Regions from separate parts of the Macaca mulatta genome. Here region 1 is linked to region 2. The links are chromatin contacts, called in public Hi-C maps. All regions are on one chromosome and are shown on one strand. The core of a region is the stretch at or near the end of the contact, and the rest is flanking DNA. Distances in the headings are between cores, read along the strand shown. Region 1 holds the start of PTPRF (protein tyrosine phosphatase receptor type F). Region 2 holds the start of ST3GAL3 (ST3 beta-galactoside alpha-2,3-sialyltransferase 3).

The links. A called contact is a pair of places that touch in the nucleus more often than the background predicts.
Region 1: a Hi-C map of fetal cortex germinal zone shows a contact between it and region 2, with 4 times the contacts expected there. The contact joins the promoter of PTPRF here to the promoter of ST3GAL3 in region 2. A contact is called at or near these places in 2 of 14 Hi-C or Micro-C datasets (fetal cortex germinal zone and liver).

The regions. Positions count from the first base shown.
Region 1 is chr1:197,134,863-197,140,870 of T2T-MMU8v2.0, forward strand. It overlaps PTPRF (protein tyrosine phosphatase receptor type F), which reads right to left and starts at 2,791. Exons shown (of 30, transcript XM_077960287.1): 1 at 2,580-2,791. The region is part of intron 1 of MED8 (mediator complex subunit 8); the gene reads left to right. It overlaps LOC144337853 (a long non-coding RNA gene), which reads left to right and starts at 4,263. Exons shown (of 2, transcript XR_013411460.1): 1 at 4,263-4,590; 2 at 4,645-4,821.
Region 2 is chr1:196,954,887-196,961,020 of T2T-MMU8v2.0, forward strand. ST3GAL3 (ST3 beta-galactoside alpha-2,3-sialyltransferase 3) reads right to left here and starts at 2,966. Exons shown (of 11, transcript XR_013403186.1): 1 at 2,809-2,966. The region is part of intron 1 of MED8 (mediator complex subunit 8); the gene reads left to right. It overlaps KDM4A (lysine demethylase 4A), which reads right to left. Exons shown (of 23, transcript XM_077960314.1): 23 at 5,024-6,134. The coding sequence ends at 6,126.

The DNA of each region.
Region 1 (6,008 bases), core at 1,541-4,040, 180 kb after region 2:
GCCACACAGTTCCCTTGGATTCTTACAACAGCCCTGGGACCAAGTCCGGGTTGGATTAGCTGCCCCATTTTACAGGGAGTGAAATTGAGACTCAGGGAGAAAGGGGCCTCTTTGAGGCCTGAAGCTGGAAAGTGGAGGAGCCGTGGTATGTATCACAACCTCTATTGCAGGAGGTCTGGGTCCCCTCCTCCCCGCCCCCAGTGAGGATCCTTAAAGCTAGACTCCCATAGTTCGGGCTGATGGAAAAAAGGGTGGACTGTGCCCAAATTGCCAGGGCTGGTATTTTGCTGCATATCAATACGATTACCTACAAAAGATGTGTTGCTAGTTTACGTCTGCTGCAGTCTATAACTCTGCCCCGCCAAATTTCTTCACCAGCACCCAACCACCCCCTCCTCTCTCGGCAGCCCTGTACACCAAGCCAACCTGCACAGGGCACACAAAGCTGGATAAAGGGGAGGTATCAGTAGTTGCAAGAGGAAGGAAGAAAGGGAAAAAGGAAGGAATTATGTTAAAACAATTTTCTTGTTGAAAGAGGGAAGAGGAAGAGCAGTTGGAAAAAGAAACTAAAAAAAAAAAACACACAACACTATACAGACACTTCAAATGATGAGGGAGACTGAGCAAGTAAAATGTGCAAGAAAGTGCATATACAAAAATGCACAAGGATGACTGTGCATGTGCACAGGTGTGCTGCGAGTGTGCAGGCACAGATTGCTTGAGCACTGGCCGGCATGCGGGTCCAGGTTTGTGAGTGGGGTCAAGAAAGCAGCTGAACAGGGAGTGTGTGGGGGGGTGGAGGGGGGTGAGCTGAGTGTGGAAATGAAGGCAAGAGGGTAGGAGAGACTGTGGCCTGTGCCTGGGGCGGAGAATGTAGGGGGTTGTACTTGGGGAGTTACACCTGCTCCTTCTCGGAGCCCTAGGCTCATTCATATAATCAGTAAAAAACAGGGATTTTCATGCTCCCTGAAGCAAGAGTTAATAAGGCGCTAAGCACAGAAATTTCCTTAGATAGCCTGTCAGAACTCTCTTCTGGATCCCTCAGATCCCCGAAGCCTCCCAAAGGATCCCCCATCAGATCTTCCCTTCTCAGCAGATCTCTCCCCATGAGCACCCGCCTGGAACCAACACCCCATATCCTTTTCTACGCCTCTCACCCCAGTGCACTTCCCTGGTTCTCAGGCCAGATCTGGCACCAGGTCGCTCTGGATCTCTGCCCTTGTTCCTTCAGAAGTGGAGCCTTCCTCATCCTAATGCAGCCTCCCGGCCCTGCTCTGTGGCCCCTCAGGGAGATCCAGACAACCCGCAGGCTGGGGCAGCCTCCCTCTCCCATTTCACAGCTCAGGCAGGTAGCGCTCCCCACCCCCAACCTGCTCCAACTCAGGGGCCCTGCACTGGGGGGCAGGGGGGTTTGAAATGGGGAGAAAGTCTAGCCCCTCCCCCTCCGAGGTGGAAGAACCAGAGGGGCAGCATTCCAGGGAAATGGGGGGGCGCCTAGCACAGAGGGTGCAGAGACACCAAGAGATGCGTGAGAGACAAGAGGCAGAGAGACACTTAGGGAGGGAGACAGAACCCAGGGAGAGGAAACAGAAGAGACCCAAGGGGAGAGAACAGAGAGACTCAGGAACAGGGAACAAGATGACCCAGGGAGACAGAACGGAGAGACCTGGGGAGAAAGAACAGAGTGATCTGGGGAAAAAGAACGGAGACAGCCGGAGAGACCCTGGGATTGCAGGGGCACTGACACGGGGAGGCAAAGACGCCAAGGAAAACAGAAAGCAGCCGAGACAGAGACGTGGGCACGACGATGGGGAGCCGGCACGGCTCGGGACAGGACGCGGGGCAGCCGCTGAGTGAACTTTCGGAGCGGGTCCGAGTGGCCACGTCCTCATGGGACAGGTCGCTCCAGGGCCTCCAGGGCGTTGCACCCGGTTGGGGGCGGGCACAACCCGTTCAGCCCCTCCCCAACCCGTGCTCGCGAACGAAGGGGGTGGGGGGCTCCAAACTCGCGCCCGGCGCAGCCCGGGACTGCACGTGCGCCGGGGCCGCGAGCGAGACCCGGGCGCGCCGGCTGCGGATCCCCCGTCGGCTGGGAGGGGGCGCCTGTGCGGCGGGGGCGGGGGCGCGGCCTGGACCCGCCCGGAGCCGGGGGCTGAGGGGTCTGAGGGCCGCCCCCGGAGCGCGTCCGCGCTAGAAGGGGGGACGAGGCGGGACTGATGAGGGGGAGCAAGAGCGCAAACGGGAAACTTTGCGCTGGGCGGGGGAAGGGGGGGCGGGCTGCGGCTAAGGTGCGGCGGAGAGGGAGGGAGGCAGCGAGGGGCGGCGGGGAGCGAGCCAGCCGGCAGCGCTGGGGGCGCGTCTGCCGCGGGGTGAGCGGGGAGGAGCCGCCAGGCTGGGGCGTGGGGGGGGCTTCGCCGAGGCTGCGGGCGCGGCAGGTGGGGGCGCGGCCCGGCCTCAGCGGCGCCCTCGTCCCCCCGGGACCGCCCCCAGCTCCGCCGGGTGGACTAGCGGGGAGGGCAAGGAGTACGGGGAAGAGACGGGCGCGGAGGGGGCTGGCGGGGGGCCTGGGGGTCACTCACCGCCTATCCAGGGGCCGTCGGTCCGCATGTCCCCCCGCAAGCCGCTGGGGCCGCTGCTCCCACTCCTCTGCCGCCGCCGCCTCCACCTGGTCCCGCTCCCGCCACCGCCACCCGAGCTGGAGCCGGAGCCCGAGCCGGAGCCGGAGCTGGAGCCGCCGCCTCTGCCGCCGCCACCGCTCCCGCCGCTCCCGCGCCAGCTCCAGCCGCGCGCTCCCCTCTCGCTCGCGCCCGCGCCCCTGCCCCTGCCGTGCGCGCCCCCGGCGCCGCCCCTCCCCTCGTGCACTCTCGCTCGTAGAGCCGCGGAGCCGCGGAGGCCCAGAGAGGCCACAACTCAACGCCAAGTCGAAACCGACCGGAACCTCAATGTTGAACCCGAACCCCAATAATGAACATGGACAGACCAAACTCTGATACTACATCCAGATCCTTCTAGTGGTTCCCAGTCCTAGCATGAACCTAATACCATTCTAGGACCGCATTTCCTCCCCATACAGATCTGAACCTGATACTGAGTCTACACCTTGCCCTAAACCCAATATTGAATCCAAAGCCCTTAATCTGCCCCCAAATTAGCACAAGTAGGAATTTTGTTCTGAACCTCTGTACTGATCCCAAATACCAATTCTGACTCTAAACCTCTTTATTACTCTACCTGCCCTAACCTTGATAGTGATGTTAGCACCAACTCTGGACCTTAAATGGACCCCTGTGCTAATGCTCAGCCCCCAGTCCCTAAATGAACCCTAAAGTCCAAAAGCTACCTTGCTATGGACCCCAATTCTCTCTCTTCTGAACCCCAAGCCTTACATAAAACTCCAGTACTGCTCTCCCATTCCCAGATCAACACCAATGCACTCTGAATTGGGATTCTCAATTCCAGAGTTGGGATTGAGTCACCAGAAAAGGACCCCCAAACAAAGATACTGACCTGAAACCCCACCCAACCTTGAGACCATTTAGGACCCTAAACCAACCCAGCTTTAATAATAATCTTAGAATCCAAGATGAGACTGGCTTTGCAGAAACCCCACACAAAGCCCCTTCATCCTCATGCTCACCCTCCACTTCTCTGACCTAGTGTCAACCCCAAGCAGAGGCTGGCTAATACCCCAATATTATACCAATTCCAACTGTGAACCTTACATTGGCCTCGGAATTAAAGACGTGATAATGCCCTCTAAGTCAAATTTAAATCTCAGTATTGAGTTTCTGACTTCTCATATCAAACTCAAATGATGACCCTAGAAATGTCTGGGTGAAACCAACAACCTACCTGAAGATTTATTCCAAGACCCACTGATGAGAGGGATTTGATGAGCTTCAACCCAAGAGCCCCTGCCTCCAGACCCCGCCCCCATGCAATCCATGCTACAACTACTGAAGAGTCAGCCAAAGCCACACCAGTTCTTTCCTATCTACCGCCCCGCCCCCCCCACCCCCCACTCCCCCATTCTCCCCCACTGCTTGCTAGGCTTCACCATGAAGATTGGGGGAACCTACCCCCGCTGCCCTGGGTCAGGTAACTGAGCAGAGGAAGAGATGACATTTCTCCTCTGTGGGGTTTCTTCTGCGGGGTGTTTCTGGTATAACACCTGAGTTTGGAGTCAGGTGAGAAATAAAATTTGGACATTGTTGAGGTGCCTGGATTCAGGGATCACGTGGTAATGTGCAGGGCAAGGTTGCTGTGATGTTCAGGGATCTGGGCTGAGGGATCAGGTTCTGGTAACCACCTGATTTCACTGCCTGTTTTTGTCCTGAACTTGAATTCACAAACAGTGCGTGTGCGCCCCCTGGTGTGTGAGGAGGGGATGGGACTGGCTCTGGTGATTCTGGACAGACAGTTTGGTTTGGATGACAAACGGATCAAAAATGAATATTTCCGGCCGGGCGCGGTGGCTCAAGCCTGTAATCCCAGCACTTTGGGAGGCCGAGACGGGCGGATCACGAGGTCAGGAGATCGAGACCATCCTGGCTAACACGGTGAAACCCCGTCTCTACTAAATACAAAAAAGTAGACCATCCTGGCTAACACGGTGAAACCCCGTCTCTACTAAATACAAAAAAGTAGCCGGGTGAGGTGGCGGGCGCCTGTAGTCCCAGCTACTCGGGAGGCTGAGGCAGGAGAATGGCGTAAACCTGGGAGGCGGAGCTTGCAGTGAGCTGAGATCCGGCCACTGCACCCCAGCCTGGGCGGCAGAGCAAGACTCCGTCTCAAAAAAAAAAAAAAAAAAAAAAAAAAGAATATTTCCAGTGTGTGGTTTTTCACAATTGGTAATTTTGGTGCACCATAGGGGAGGTATTGCAAATTTTATGCATCTTTAAGCATTTTTGCCTTTTTTTCCAGAACTTTGAGGATTTAGAGTTTTCCTGTCGGCCCCCAAATTTTAAAAGTATACTTTCAGCCAATTATGCCTGCCCATTGCTGAGTTATTAAAGCAGTTCTTTTCCTTGGCTTCATTGGCCCACCCTCTCCTCACTGGCTTCTCTCTCCGATTCCTTTACCACCTCTTCTTCTGCTCTTCTGGGACTCTGTCCTAGGCCTCCTCTTTTCTCTTGCTCTGCCCCTTTTCCCTGGATCATCTTGACCACTACCAACCATATGCTGATGACTTCCAAGTCTCTATCTCCAGTCTGGGCCGCTCCTGTGAGCTCCACATCCGTATAACTAAGAGCCTCCTCTGTCCTGCCCATCCCAGATCTGCAGTACTCCCCGTCTCAGGCAGTGTCATCTTCAGTCACTTAGTCACTGACATGCAGAGACCTTCCCTCCTGCATCACTGTCCAATCAGTCATCAGTCCTGCAAATTTTGAAAAATAGAGACTAGAGACCATACGGCTTCACGAGGGACACATGCAGAGAGTTTCTGGCTTTTGGGTTTCAGTCCACACACACACAAAGCCAAACTGGTCTTAACTTCTCTTGCATGCAGTTATAATATAAGACCCCTTAAGACTTGTTCTACTGGCCAGGCACAGTGGCTAACGCCTATGATCCCAGCACTTTGGGGGGCTGAGGCAGGCAGATCACCTGAGGTCAGGGGTTCGAGATCAGCCTGGCCAACATGGTGAAACCCCATCCCTACTAAAAGAAAAAAAAAATACAAAAATTAGCCAGGTGTGGTGTTGTGCACCTGTAATTCTAGCTACTTGGGAGGCTAAGACAGGAGAATTGCTTGAACCAGCCTGGGCCACAGAGTGAGACTCCGTTAAAAAAAAAAAAAAAAAAGACTTGCTCTACCTTTAGTGTGTTTGGCACCTCAGAGCCAACTGTATGTGTTTGGAACCATTGTTTCCTCCAGGAAGCCATCCTGGCTGTCACTACTGTTTGCATCTGTGTCTGTCTCCCCGATCTATGGACAGCAGGTTCCTTGCAGGCAGGAGAAATGAGTCCACCTTGTCCCCTGTCATATCCCAGTGGTCAGCACAGGG
Region 2 (6,134 bases), core at 1,716-4,215:
GAGTACAAACAGCAAAGCACAAAGAGCAAATAGTTCCACTGACCTGGAAAAATATGAGAATGGCAAGAAATCAGTTTGCCCATATTGCCCATGCCAGGCTGGTCTGTGCCTAACCCAACAGATAATGGGGAGCCATTCAAAGTCCTGGCTGGAGAAGTGACAAACTTGGAAGTGATGGCAGTACAGATAATAGAGGGGAGGAAGGAAAAAAATGTTAGGGGGTTTCTGTGGTAATTCACAGGAATGGTCCAATGGCCCCAAATCAGTGTGATGACAGTAGGAGTGAAAAGAAGCAGGCCGGGCGCGGTGGCTCAAGCCTGTAATCCCAGCACTTTGGGAGGCCGAGACCATCCTGGCTAACACGGTGAAACCCTGTCTCTACTAAAAAAAATACAAAAAACTAGCCGGGCGAGGTGGCGGGCACCTGTAGTCCCAGCTACTCGGGAGGCTGAGGCAGGAGAATGGCATAAACCCGGGAGGCAGAGCTTGCAGTGAGCTGAGATTCCGCCACTGCACTCCAGCCTGGGCAACAGAGCGAGACTCCGTCTCAAAAAAAAAAAAAAGAAAAGCAGCAGATGCCAGACTGAGTACGGAGGCTCACACCTATATTCCCAGCACTTTGGGAGGCTGAGGTGGAGGATTTCTTTTTTTTTTCTTTTTGACTGAGTTTCACTCTTGTTGCCCAGGCTGAAGAGCAGTGGCGCGATCTCAGCTCACTGCAACCTCCCAGGTTCAAGCGATTCTCCTGCCTCAGCCTCCCAAGCAGCTGGGATTACAGGCGCCTGCCACCACCCCTGGATAATTTTTTGTATTGTTTTTTAGTAGAGACGGGATTTCATCATGTTGGCCAGGCTGGTCTTGAACTCAAGGTGGGAGGATTTCTTGAGCCCAGGGGTTCAAGACCAGCCTGGGCAACATGGCAAGACCCTGTCTCTACAAAGAAAAATTTTTTTTTTTTTTTAATTCGCCAGGTCACCTGCCTGTGGTCCCAGCTACTTGGGAGGCTGAGGCGGGAGGATTGCCTGAGTCCAGGAAGTCAAAGCTGCAGAGAACCATGTTCACTGCACTCCAGCCTAAGTGACAGAGGGCGACCCTGTCTCAAAAAAAAAGAAAAAGTGACAATGGTAAGTAAAGTGTTACCATATTCCTGATAGTTAGCTCCAGCTTCCTTGGAAATAAATTCTATTACTTGTTTACTCTTTGCACCATACAGGACAAAGGTACCTCTTGGATTAATGCCATCAACCCACCTTTTGTGCAACCTCATATCCTGCTTTTTCTGCTAAGAAACTCCCTGCAACCACCCATGAGCATCTCAGGTTCCCCTGCACCTTTGCCATCCTCACTTTCTCATCTGCTCACTTCTTCTTCATCCAGCCAGGCCTACCCACTCTTCATGACCCAATTCAAGCCTCAGCTTCCCTGTGAAACCTTCCTCAAACACACTGATTTCTCCTTTTCCCGGTTTCTCATAGTACCTACCATCTTGGAATTCTAGAGACCATATCATAGTTATCACTGTCATGTGTGTGCTTTATTCCCTCAACTATATTATAGGCCCATTAGAACAAGTTTCTTATCTTAAATGGTTTTGAGTTTCCCCTCAGTCAATGCCTTGCATAAAACATATACTCAAGAGGCGTTCCATTGATTGATACAAAGTCTGTTAGTCTCTAAGAACATGAATGCCTTGTTTCATCATTAATATTTTATTTTTATTAAGCCATGGTTAGACAGACATGTGAAATGAAGAGATTCACCACTTAGTATCTCAAAATATTCTTAAGAATTTCTAATCATAGGAGGAGCTGTTATTGCCTTAAAAGATTATTTGAAAATATCATTTGGTAATAAATTTCTGTGCCAGCTTCCTTTTAATCCTCTGTTGACTTGAAAGTACACCAAACATTTCAGTGATCATCTCTACAAGATAATTCTGACTTAGAAACAACCTAATTTGTCATGGGGACTATCTTACTTTTAGTAACCTAGTAAGAGTTTTTTCCTACCTTCATGTCCAGCTATCTATAATTCACAGTACATCCACTGAAAAGTTTTGAGTATTTTACTTCCTGAGGTAATAGCTGCCTTCACTGGTCCCCCATTCAATTAATTACATTCAGTTATAAGATTTCACTCCTTCCTCATACGTGAAGGAAACATAAACAAAAATGAGGCTTACTGAGGAATCATAAAAAGGGACATTGTTGTAAAAAGGAATCCAAAATGTTCATGGGACACTCTCTTAACCAAATCTGCTCTTCTCTCTAAGATATATTCTCTTGCAAGCAAAAGCACCGAGGAGACAACGGGGGAAAGTGCCAGAAGGAAAGGAAGCAAGAGAGGCGTACTTTGCTGATCAAACTGACCCCGGTTCTGGCCCCCCCTAGAGCAGTAAGCAATGACAACGACTACCCATACGCTGCCGATTCCCGCTCAGGCGCTCCCTGGACTTTTCTTTCCTCTTCCCACAGCAGGGCCCGAATGATGGTGTCGGGGCTCTGCGCCAAGGTGCGCAGCGCTGCGGGGTCCCGCACAGAGATGACCTCAGACCTCCTGGCCCGCGTCCTGGCGGCCTTTCCCCCAGGCTCGGCGGCCCCCACCCAGGCGAGGTCATCCCCATACCGGGCCCCTAGCCCGAAGGACAACTGGGCCGTGCCCCGACCCCTCCTTCCCGGGCACTAGCGCGCGGGCTCCGCGCCCCGCCCAGCCCGGGAACCGCGGCCGGCGGGGGAGGGGCGGGGCGGCGCGGTGACCGTTATTCGCGGTCAGCCATCGCGCCCCGAAGCGCACTGGGCAGGCCCTTACCACAGCGGAGAGGGAGGCAGGGGGAAGGTGGCGCCCGGCCCGACGCGGGGCAGGAAGGCGGAGGCGGCGGCGGAGGCGGCGGCGACAGCCGCGGGGGACCCCGGCGGGCGCCCACGACGCGGTGGGCTGCATGGGCGCCGCCATAGTGGGGACGCAGCGGCGGGCGGAGCGCGCGGCCGCGACCCGGTCGGGAGCCTGCGACCAATGGGCGCGCGGAAGCCGGGCGGAGCGAGGACCTGGCCAATGCGGAGCTGCGCTGCCCCGAGCAGGCCAATAGACGCAGGAGCCGCGGATTTGCCAGCCCGCCCACCCCGCCTACCACGGGACCAGAGCTGCGGCAAGTGCGGGGTTAGAGCTTCGCGCTAGTGGAGCGCCACAGCCTGCAGGTTCAGCGCGGGTGTCTCTCCCGGGCACGTCGAGCCGTCTAGAGGAACCCTCTTCCCCCGGCTTCACGGCCCAGAGGACGCACGGCTCTCTCCCCTCGAGAGCCTGTTTCGTCGCCCGCGCGGGGAACGCAAAGTGCTGGGGTAGTCACCGCCACTTCACACCGAGGAACATCTCATCTCGCCCTCCAGGTTGTGAGCGCACCCAGTCCGCTCACTGAGGCCGAAAGCTTCAGACCTCCGTGGGCCCTGGTGGGTAAGGGGGCACGGAGATGAGCGTTAAGAGACTCGTAGAACATTTTTAGTCCGGGCATGGCACAGGGCCTCCAAGCCCCACTTACACTTTGCAGCCCTCCCACCCCAGTTTTTCATTCCTGCGGCTGAGCCCTGGTGTTATCCGCCTGGGGCGGGATTTAAAACTGTATTCCTCAACAAAGCTGGGGTGGTCTTTAAACTGCAACCTTGGATCCAAAGGCCCTACCTTACTGAGGGAAGGCAGTTTGCCCTACAAAAAGGCTTCTGGGAGGAGCTGCCTAAGGCAGGAAGGGACTGGCAGACCAGGAGGTGCCGCTTTTGACTGGGGCCAGTTCTCGAGGTCGACCCGACTGCATAGGCAGCCAGTAGGGGGGAGAATAGACCGGTCTGTGTGATTTGGATCACCTGAGTTGCGGTTTCCTAAGAGTTATTACGTTGACCAAAATAAAAAGTGGTTTCTGGAAAACTGGTCAGCTGTTGAGTAAAAACTGCTGGGATTAAACCCAGCGCCCACCGCTGGAGGAAGTGGGGTCATCGAGAAAGGTAGGGACCCTGTGTAAAAAGCCTGGTGAAGTGTTCCTCTCTTTTAAAGATGGATGGATTAGTGAATTGGGCTCTCTCACCAATCCATTAAGGCCTGGTTCTGCCCAGCCTCCCTTGCTACATCCCCTGGGAATCCTCAAGTGGGGCGGGGGGCGGGGGGGGGGGAAGGCCAACTTCCCTCTCTGGGCCCCAGGAGGGAGCTGACATAAAAAGATCACCTCCTGCACCTTTCTTCACAATGAGATACATTAGCAACCACCTCTCACCCGCAGGGGCACAAGGAAGCATCCAGAGTAGCTGAGCTGACCCAAGCCTCTCCCGCACCTGGACAGGGCCATGCCTCAGGAAGTGCCTGGCTGTTCAAGGGCCAGCCGGTGCAGCTCCGGGGCGCCCAAGTCCTGCACCTTTTCATTGCCCCCCTCCCTGTTCTATGGTTCCCCATCCTTGTCCAGTTTGACCTCAGGGACCCACCAGCCAAAGGAGATTGCATCTTCCCCCAGGGAAGCTTCTCACCAACTAGACAGCTCGGAGAGCAATCTGAGGATCCCACTGGAGGTTGGGTCCCTTGCTTTTCAAGCACCTAAAACGCACCCCGTTCTTCACACTGGTTCCACAATGTGTATATAACACAGATACTGGCATGAACTTAGGCCAGCTCAACGAAGATGTATCAAATGGGGCAGCAGTGAGAGATACTCTGTTGAGAGGACTCATTGGTCTGGTGCTTCCTGTTACCTCATCCTGCCTGTCTCTAAGGCAGAGCAAGCACAACAAAGAGGTGCTCAGAGCCAGAAGTGTCCTTGTTCCCATGACCCACCATACTTGGCCTAATACAGAGCTTGACAAGCAAAGGACCCACTCTCTGGAATTTCCTAGGGACTGCCTTACTGATTTGTCTTCAAAAACACAGCCCTGCTCCAGAGCCTATGACTAGATACACCCCCAGCCTGACGTGGACCACTTGGGCTCCTTGGGGCAGACAGCCAATCCTCTGCTCAACACATTTTATTGCTAAGGACAAGGTGATGCACCAGTTTTCAAAATAATTTGGTTTATAGTGTTCATACGTAACAAAAAAGGGGAAGTATTATAAATCTGATTCTTGTATACACAGGGTATTGGTGTGAAGCCCTCCAACCCTGGGCCCGGCAAACAAATTCTCGAGGAGCAAAAACCTGTTTAACCCCTTCAGTATTGCCCTCTAGTCCCACCCCCACCCCAAAATCAGCTCCCTCCCACCCACAGTGGGCCTCCAATGGCCCCAGTTTTTTCGTCCTAACCCTACAGTAAGCCCCTGCATGATTGCAATTTTCTGTTGACAGAATCACCCACCAGGCTCTGCCTGCTTCCATCATTAAAATCCCCGCTTCAGGGTAATCCCCACCCACACCCTCTAATACTTTGCCACAGGGGCTCTGCACCTAGAGTGTTGTGGGCACACACCCATGTTATCCCCATGTTCTCCTTCAGGGGAAGACAAAGAGGTGGCATCAGCTCCTTAGCATCTCAATACTGCAGCTCTGCCAGCACTGTCTTGAGGCTGTTCCAGGCCTGGACAGATGCCACACCCATCTCCAGCCAACCCCCAGGAGCCCTTACTCAGCTCAGCTGAGGGCAGAATTTCACATTTTGTTTGCCCTGCATAGGCAAGGAAGAAAGTAAAGGCCAGGGGCTGGCAGAAGCTGGTCCAGACCAAACATACATACACACACACACGCGCGCGCACACATACACACATATAAATACAAAAGTAGGGGCTGGGGCAAGTACCAGCACCTCAGCCTAGTAGGTGCAGGTGATAGTTATGAAGCTAAGTCCTAGGCCAGGAACAGGGCAGCCAGTCCAGCCAGCACAGTTGACCCCTCTATGGACTGGGGCCAGTGCAGCCACAGCATTCCAGTGCTCAGCCCCGTAGCTGGCAGATCAGCGACTGCTGCCACGTGCCCAGAAACGGCTCGTCCTTTCGCTACAGCGGAATGCAATGAGGGTGGGTGGGAGGATGATGGGTCGGTTATTTCATTCCTTTTCTTTTTACAACTTCACTTTCAGAGACTTCAGAGTTCCATGTCTGCTGTGCTGTGGAACCCAGAGTGCTCTTGCCTGGATGGCTGGGAATTCCTTGGACCCTGGAAGCACCTACTCCAT